Regions from separate parts of the Sus scrofa genome. Here region 1 is linked to region 2. Evidence: chromatin contacts called from public Hi-C data. All regions are on one chromosome and are shown on one strand. The core of a region is the stretch at or near the end of the contact, and the rest is flanking DNA. Distances in the headings are between cores, read along the strand shown.

The links. Hi-C and Micro-C count contacts between places; a contact is called where the count stands out from the background.
Region 1: a contact with region 2 is called in a Hi-C map of embryonic fibroblasts, with 1.8 times the contacts expected there. The contact joins the promoter of CHAD here to the promoter of LRRC59 in region 2. A contact is called at or near these places in 1 of 5 promoter capture datasets (liver), 1 of 47 Hi-C or Micro-C datasets (embryonic fibroblasts) and 2 of 2 datasets of contacts at active chromatin or transcription factors (alveolar macrophages and skeletal muscle).

Annotation. Positions count from the first base shown.
Region 1 is chr12:26,745,020-26,748,210 of Sscrofa11.1, forward strand. CHAD (chondroadherin) reads right to left here and starts at 1,345. Exons shown (of 4, transcript XM_005668885.3): 1 at 223-1,345. The coding sequence starts at 996. The region is part of intron 10 of ACSF2 (acyl-CoA synthetase family member 2, mitochondrial); the gene reads left to right.
Region 2 is chr12:26,692,654-26,696,170 of Sscrofa11.1, forward strand. LRRC59 (leucine rich repeat containing 59) reads right to left here and starts at 1,614. Exons shown (of 7, transcript NM_001244951.1): 1 at 1,303-1,614. The coding sequence starts at 1,407.

The DNA.
Region 1 (3,191 bases), core at 95-2,594, 52 kb after region 2:
GGGCCGTGCCAGAGACTAGGGACTAGGGGCAGCAGGGCAGGATTTGGGGCAGGCACGGGACAAGATGAGGGACAGAGGTGGCAGAGCTCCTCACCTTGGAGTTAGCCACAGGAAGAGGCAATTTTAGGGAAGAGGGGATGGTGCCCAGCTGTGGCCCTGGATCCCCGGGCCTCCTGGCAGTGAAGAAGGAGCCAGGGCAGAGCTCTGCAGCCAGGAGCTCACCTTCTCCAGGTTGGTGTTGTCCAGCCAGAGGGTCTCCAGGTATCTGCCGAAAGACTGGAAGGCATGGTCTGGGATGCTTTTCAGGGGGTTGTGGGACAGCTTCAGCTCCTCCACCACCCGCAGCTTGCTCAGAGCAGCCGAGGGGTAGCTGGATAGCTGGTTCCTATCCAGGTAGAACTTGGCGAGGTTTTCCACGTCGTCCAGAGAGCCGGGCTGCAGGGAACTGAGTGAGTTTTCCGACAGGTAGAGCCAGCGCAGGTCCTTGGCGCCCTGGAAGGCGCCTGCGCGCAGCTCGCGGATCTTGTTGTTGTTGAGCTGCAGGATGAAAAGGTTGACCAGCGGGGAGAGTAGCCCTCGGGGCAGCTCGGTCACCTTGTTGTGGTCCAGGTAGAGGTAGGTGAGCTCGGTCAGGTCGTCGAAGGCGCCAGCGCGCAGCACGCGGATGTCGTTGTGGGATAGGTACAGGTAGATGAGCTGCTTGAGGCCGCGGAAGGCGCCAGAGGCCACCTCGCGGATCTGGCAGTGCTGCAGGTGCAGCGAGACGAGGTTCGGCATGGCCCGAAACGAGTTAGCAGCCAGCACTGGGAAGTTGTTGCGCTGTAGGTTGAGCAGCTTGGTCTTCTCTGACACTTTGGGGATCTTCTGCAGCCCCACCTTGTCGCAGATGACGTGCTGCAGGTCGCCGTGGCAGTGGCAGTTCTGGGGGCAGGCGGCCAGCGCCGGCAGCAGGCCGGCCAGGAGGCCGAGGCTGAGCAAGAGCATCTGGCGGGCCATGGCTGGGACGCCAGGGGCCGGGGCTGGGGGCGGCTGCAAGTCCTCGGCGCTCGGTCTCCCGCCCTATTTATACGGTGGCCCTGACCGCAGCCGGCAGCCGGAGCCAGCTCCTACGTGGAGCCGCGAGGGCACCGGGTTAACTCCCTCCCGCCCGGAGCTGCGCCCCTGCCCTCGACGGGGAGGGGCCCTCTCACCCTGGGGACCGTGCGCGGCTGGACCCAGGTCCCCGAACCTCAGTCCCCAGCCCGGCCCCCCCTATCTCCCTGCCCTCGGATCTTGCTCCCTCCCAGCCCTGACCTCCTTTCCCCCTGCTTTCCTGGTGGGGGCAGTAATGGGTGTGTCCAGGGCCCCCGAGTTTACACCGCAGAGAGGGAGGCGGTCCCTGAACTTATTTGTTTGCTCAAGTCTGAGCCTCCACGCCTCCCCCCCCATACACGCTCGGCCGCGTGCCCTGGACCCAGCGAGGGAGGAAGTGGGGCCGGACGGCCGGACGCGAGTCTCGCCGCGGTCGCCGGCCGGCGGCGCTTTAATGGGGCTCTTGTGCGGCGCCGGCGGAGCGTGAGAGCTGCTCTGGCGTCGGGCTCCCCCTTCCGGCTGCACCCGCAGCCAACCCTCAGGAGGCTGGAGAGGTTGGAGGTCCGATGGCTCCTCTCTCCCAGGCGCTCCCCCACCTCCCCCGCCCCCCGCCCTCCCCTTCTCCCTGGGCTCGCGTTTCCGTCCCCGGCACCCCCATGCCCCTTTGCCACGGGTGAAGGTAATCAGAAGAGTGGGACCTGGTGGTGAGGGGAGTGACCCACAGGGCTGGGCAAACACACCAGAAGGCCACAGCCGCACCATCTTTCCCTGTCCTTAATCTCCCTAGAATGTCCCCATCTCTTCATCCCCACCCCTCGGCGGTCAGGAACCGCCCCCCTCCCCGGGGGAGGTGGGGGGCTCTCTCAGGATGGCGGCCAGGGTGGCGCCAAGGTGTACTTGGCAGAAGCCACACCTGGGCAGTGGCCCCAGGACTGTGAGGGTGGGTGAGGGGGCTGGGTCCTGGCTACAAAGGACCAGCCCTTGGACAGCTTGGGTTTCCTGACCCCAGGTCCTGTGGGCAGCCCTGCCCCAGCTGACCAGATCTCTGTGTCCACTTGTCCCGCCACGGTGTCCAGATTCTTGTGGAAAGGGGAGGGGAGGGCAGGCAGCGTCTCAGCTCTGGCCTCAAAGCAAGCTCTGGGCTGACTGGTAGGGGTTCTTGTCTGTTTTGGGGGGTGAGGGGAGGAGCCGGACCTCAGATCTTGCCAGACCCCAGCTGTGCCTGAGTCATGCCCCCTGACACAGAAGAAATTTGGAACGGGGTGAGGCTGAAGGACGAACAAAGGTCTGGTGTCTTTGCTGGCTGGAAGGGACCAAGAAGAGAGGGTAGCCTGCCCCTCTCCTTTCACCCAGAATTCAGGTGGGGAGACCTACCCCTCTCCTAAGCTCCTTTCACGCGTTGGGGGTCACAGTCGGCCCAGAACACTGCCTGGTTTTCAGGCTTCTCCAAGGCTGGCTTCTGGTTTTCTGTGGCTCAGGACGTTCCAACCACTAGAAGGGGGAGAGTGGGGGGAGGGTGTGTGCCACTGGCTTTTTAAATCCTTGCTTTGGCTGTATTTTTATTTTGATGAAAATAAATGTACAGGAAACTTTCCAGAACTTGGGGGGGGGGGGCGCACCTATCCCAATGCTAGGCACTTGTCCCAGGAGTCTGGTGGGTGGGTGGGTTGTGTTTATAGCTCCCAGCTGGGCCAGGGGAGGCTGGCTTTCTCATCAAGTTTTCAGACCCTTCAGCTTGGAAGGGAGGGCCAGGGGATGTTACGGCCTGAATTCAGGAAGCCGGTGCTAAGACGCCTTGGGGCTGGGGCACTGGTGCTGCTGGGAGCCACAGGCTAAAGCGTATGGCTGCTCCAGGGAATTGTGGAGACTGGGCGCCCTGCCTGGAAGCCAGTAGCCTCCCTGCTCTCAGTTTTATTTCAGACCTCGGGACTCTGCTCGTTGAGCTAGTTTGGGCTCCATCCCAGAGGTCAGGTTTGCCTCCTGACCTCTGACCTCTACCGACTATGCCACTCGTCCCACCATTCAACCACTGCCTTCTTTCCCCCGAGTTCCTCCCCATTTCCCCAGGGAGACTTCTCCATCTTGCCGCCATCCCTTTGCTCCCTTCCGAATACCCTTTC
Region 2 (3,517 bases), core at 364-2,863:
CATCCCAGCTCTGTTTTCCCATGGGGTTCAGCTTGGAGAAGCTCAGCAAAACTAATCCTTCCGTCTCCCGGGGGCGATGTTGTGTCAACCAGATGCCTGGAGTAAGTGCTTTCAGATGGCAGTCCTAGGGCCAGGCTGACACATGGCTGGCCATCTTCCTGGGGCCAGGAAGAAGGCAAATATTCGGTTAAGGATATTGGGTCAACTCTGCACTTTCCAAATGTCAGAAAGTCCCAAGAATGACATCTGACGACCTAAAAAAGTTTGAGCTATTACAATGGGAAGCACACCTTGGTAATACCTACATGTATGAGCATTTGCTACCTGCCAAGTAGTTTACATTACAATTGTATTTAGTCCTCCCAACAGCCCTATGAGATAGCAACAACTATCACCGTGTTATAAAGGAGGATAATCTAGGCTCAAAGGTTAACTAGCCTGCCAAGGGTACTAAGCCATTAAGCAATACAGCTGATCTACGAACTGGGAATCCCATTCTAACCTGGATACTACACAGCCAAGGTGGAGGGAAGACTGGGCCAAGTGCCAAAAGCAAATATGATCAGTTAGAGACAGTGACGAAAGTGCAGGTCATCCAAAGCGACGCTACTGTGGGGGATAAGGGTGGGGAACTAGGTGGGCAAAGCAAGGATGTACATTAACTTCACTTTGGCAACAAACTAGTCAGGTAATGTCCCTTGGGCCTCAGCCTGTTTTCCTGGTTGTGGGAGTGGGGGGGGGGGGGCCACCCTGGTGCAGATTCCCGCCAGTTTCAGAGTTGGGAAGAGACCTTGCCAACCAAGCAGTGACATTTCACTCTCAAGGAAGGACGCCTCAAGGCTGGGACAGCCAGCTGGGATTGGTCGCTTCCTAGAAAGGCCTGGTTCTGAGCCACACCCAGGTCTACCCGGAGGCCTACTCTGACGAGTCACTCATTCATTTGTTCATTCATTCTCCCAAAACATCAAGCAATCTCTCCGTGGGCGCCTACTCTGGGTCGGGCACGGAGCGAAGTTCCCTGAAAGCTCTTGAAATGCACGAAGATTCACTCCTGACCCGTAAAAAGCCCATGGCTACACCAGCAGCTAACCTCCCATCTTCTGGACCTGCGCCAAAGTGACACGTGTACATCCCAGGAAGAACGCTGGGGCTGGACGCGGCCTCCCCGAGGACTTAGTCCCACTTCCCCCACCTCGTTTTAAGCCATGGAAACTGAAGCTTGGGAAGGAAGGAGACCCCCCCCCACCAGGGGCCAGCGCCAGTCGAGGACCGGCGCCTTGGGCCTCGAGGGACCGTACTGACCAGCTCCTTGACAGGGACCTCATTCAGGTCGCTGAGGCTCAGGTCCAGCTCGTTGCCGTCAAGCTTGTCGCGGAGGTTCCCGCCCTTGCTACCGGCCTTGGTCATGGTGACGCCGGCTGAACGGGTCCCGGCCCCGGGGCTCCGACGGGCAGGAGAAAGGCTGAGAAGCCGCTCGTGGACTGAGGGGACGCGCACTCAACCGACAAAGCCTACGTCCCCCGCCGCCGCAGGTGCGAGATCACCGCCGACCGTCCGCCCGCCGGCCGCACTCTGAGCCCCGCACCCCGTTCCCACCGGTGCCGCCGCGACGACGACCACTTCCGTGTCCACGTCACCTTCCGCGGCCACTGAGACAGGCTGGGCCAGAGCGGCCAGAGCATGTTCGGGAGCGCCCTCTGGCGCACAGGATGGCGCACTGCTGTCCCGGGCACGGCCGAGGGCGCCGGTTCAGGCTCTTTTTTTTTAGGGCATCCGCGGCATATGAAAGTTCTCCATGCCACAGCCACAGTAACGCGGGATCCCAGCCGTGTCTGCGACCTACACCACAACTCACTGCAACGCGAGATCCCCAACCCGCTGAGCGGGTTGGAACCCGTGTCTTCAGGAATACTAGTCGGATTGGTTTTCTCTGCGCCAGAATGGGAACTCCTGGTTCAGGCTCTTTCTGTTGCCCGCCCCCTGAGCAGCTGGGTATCCGGGTGGCGGGAAGGGCGCCGGCTGGCAGTAGCCTCAGGCAACGCCAGAAGGCAAAAAGGCTGGGGGCTGGAGTTCCCGTCGTGGCGCAGTGGTTCCGACCAGGAACCATGAGATTGCGGGTTCGGTTCCTGCCCTTGCTCAGTGGGTTAACGATCCGGCGTTGCGGTGAGCTGTGGTGTAGGTTGCAGGCGCGGCTCGGATCCTGCATTGCTGTGGCTCTGGCCTAGGCTAGGCCGGCAGCTACAGCTCCGATTGGACCCCTGGCCTGGGAACCTCCATATGCCGCGGGAACGGCCCAAGAAATAGCAAAAAGACAAAAAAAAAAAAAAAAGGCTGGGGGCTGGAGGAGCTCACATCCAAAACTTACCTCACCAGATTTTCCCCATTCTTCTGGATTAGGAGCAGAAACTAGATGTCCTTCAAAATTGCTCTGTCCCCTATTTAACTAACAATCCCCAAATCATCATCATCGTCCGGAAAACTTTGCCTCTCTCTCTCACCTCCTCCTTACCTCCCCAAGCCCTGGGACCAGCAACTTACGCCTGGATTACTACTCACAGTGTCTCTACCTCTCATCCACCTCCACCCAGCTGCCCACATGATATTTCTAAAAATCTAGCCAAGTCTCTCCTTTGCTTAAAACCCTTCAAACCTCCAGCTGTCTGTAGGATATGGACCACTCTCTTTTCTAGACTGAATCCTGTGTGTTCCTGCAACTTTCTGACAAGCCCTGGCCCCAGCCAGGGATACTTCAGAGACTTCCAGTAGGTGGCATCCACACCTTCCCTGGTCTTGGAATGGCCCTGCCTTCCGACCTACCTTTGCTACCTAGCTAATTCCTAGTCCTTCAGGAAACCTTCCCTGGGGTTTATGAATCCTTAAGCAGTCACCATACATTACCTACAAACAAGCATTATAATGGTACCCGGCTGATAGAGTTTGAGGAGGACTGAATTAGTAAAATACATGAAGAACTTACATCAGTGTCTGGCACTTAGTAAGTACCCAGTCAATACTAGCTTTCACTCCTAATCCACCGTTATACTTACCTTTGTGCGACTTTCCTCCTAATGGGTTGTGATGGCAGGGGTTTCGCCTTTGCATTCCCAGTGTCTGATCCAGGGTAGCTGCTCATTCAAAAGTCTGTTGAGAGTTCCCACTGTGGCTCAGTGGTTAACTTATCCGACTAGGAACCACGAGGTTGCGGGTTCAATCCCTGCCCTTGCTCAGTGGGTTAACGATCCAGCGTTGCTGTGAGCTGTGGTGCAGGTTGCAGACGCGCCTCAGATCCCGCGTTGCTGTGGCTGTGGCGTAGGCCAGCAGCTACAGCTCTGATTAGACCCCTAGACTGGGAACCTCCACATGCCATGGGAGCAGCCCTAGAAAAGGCAAAAAGACAAAAAAAAAAAAAAAAATCTGTCGAATGAATGCATGAAACACGTCACCCACTCCAGACTTCAGTTGGCTTATTTTTGTTTTGTTTTGTTTTTGCATTTTAGGGCTGCACACAAGGCATATG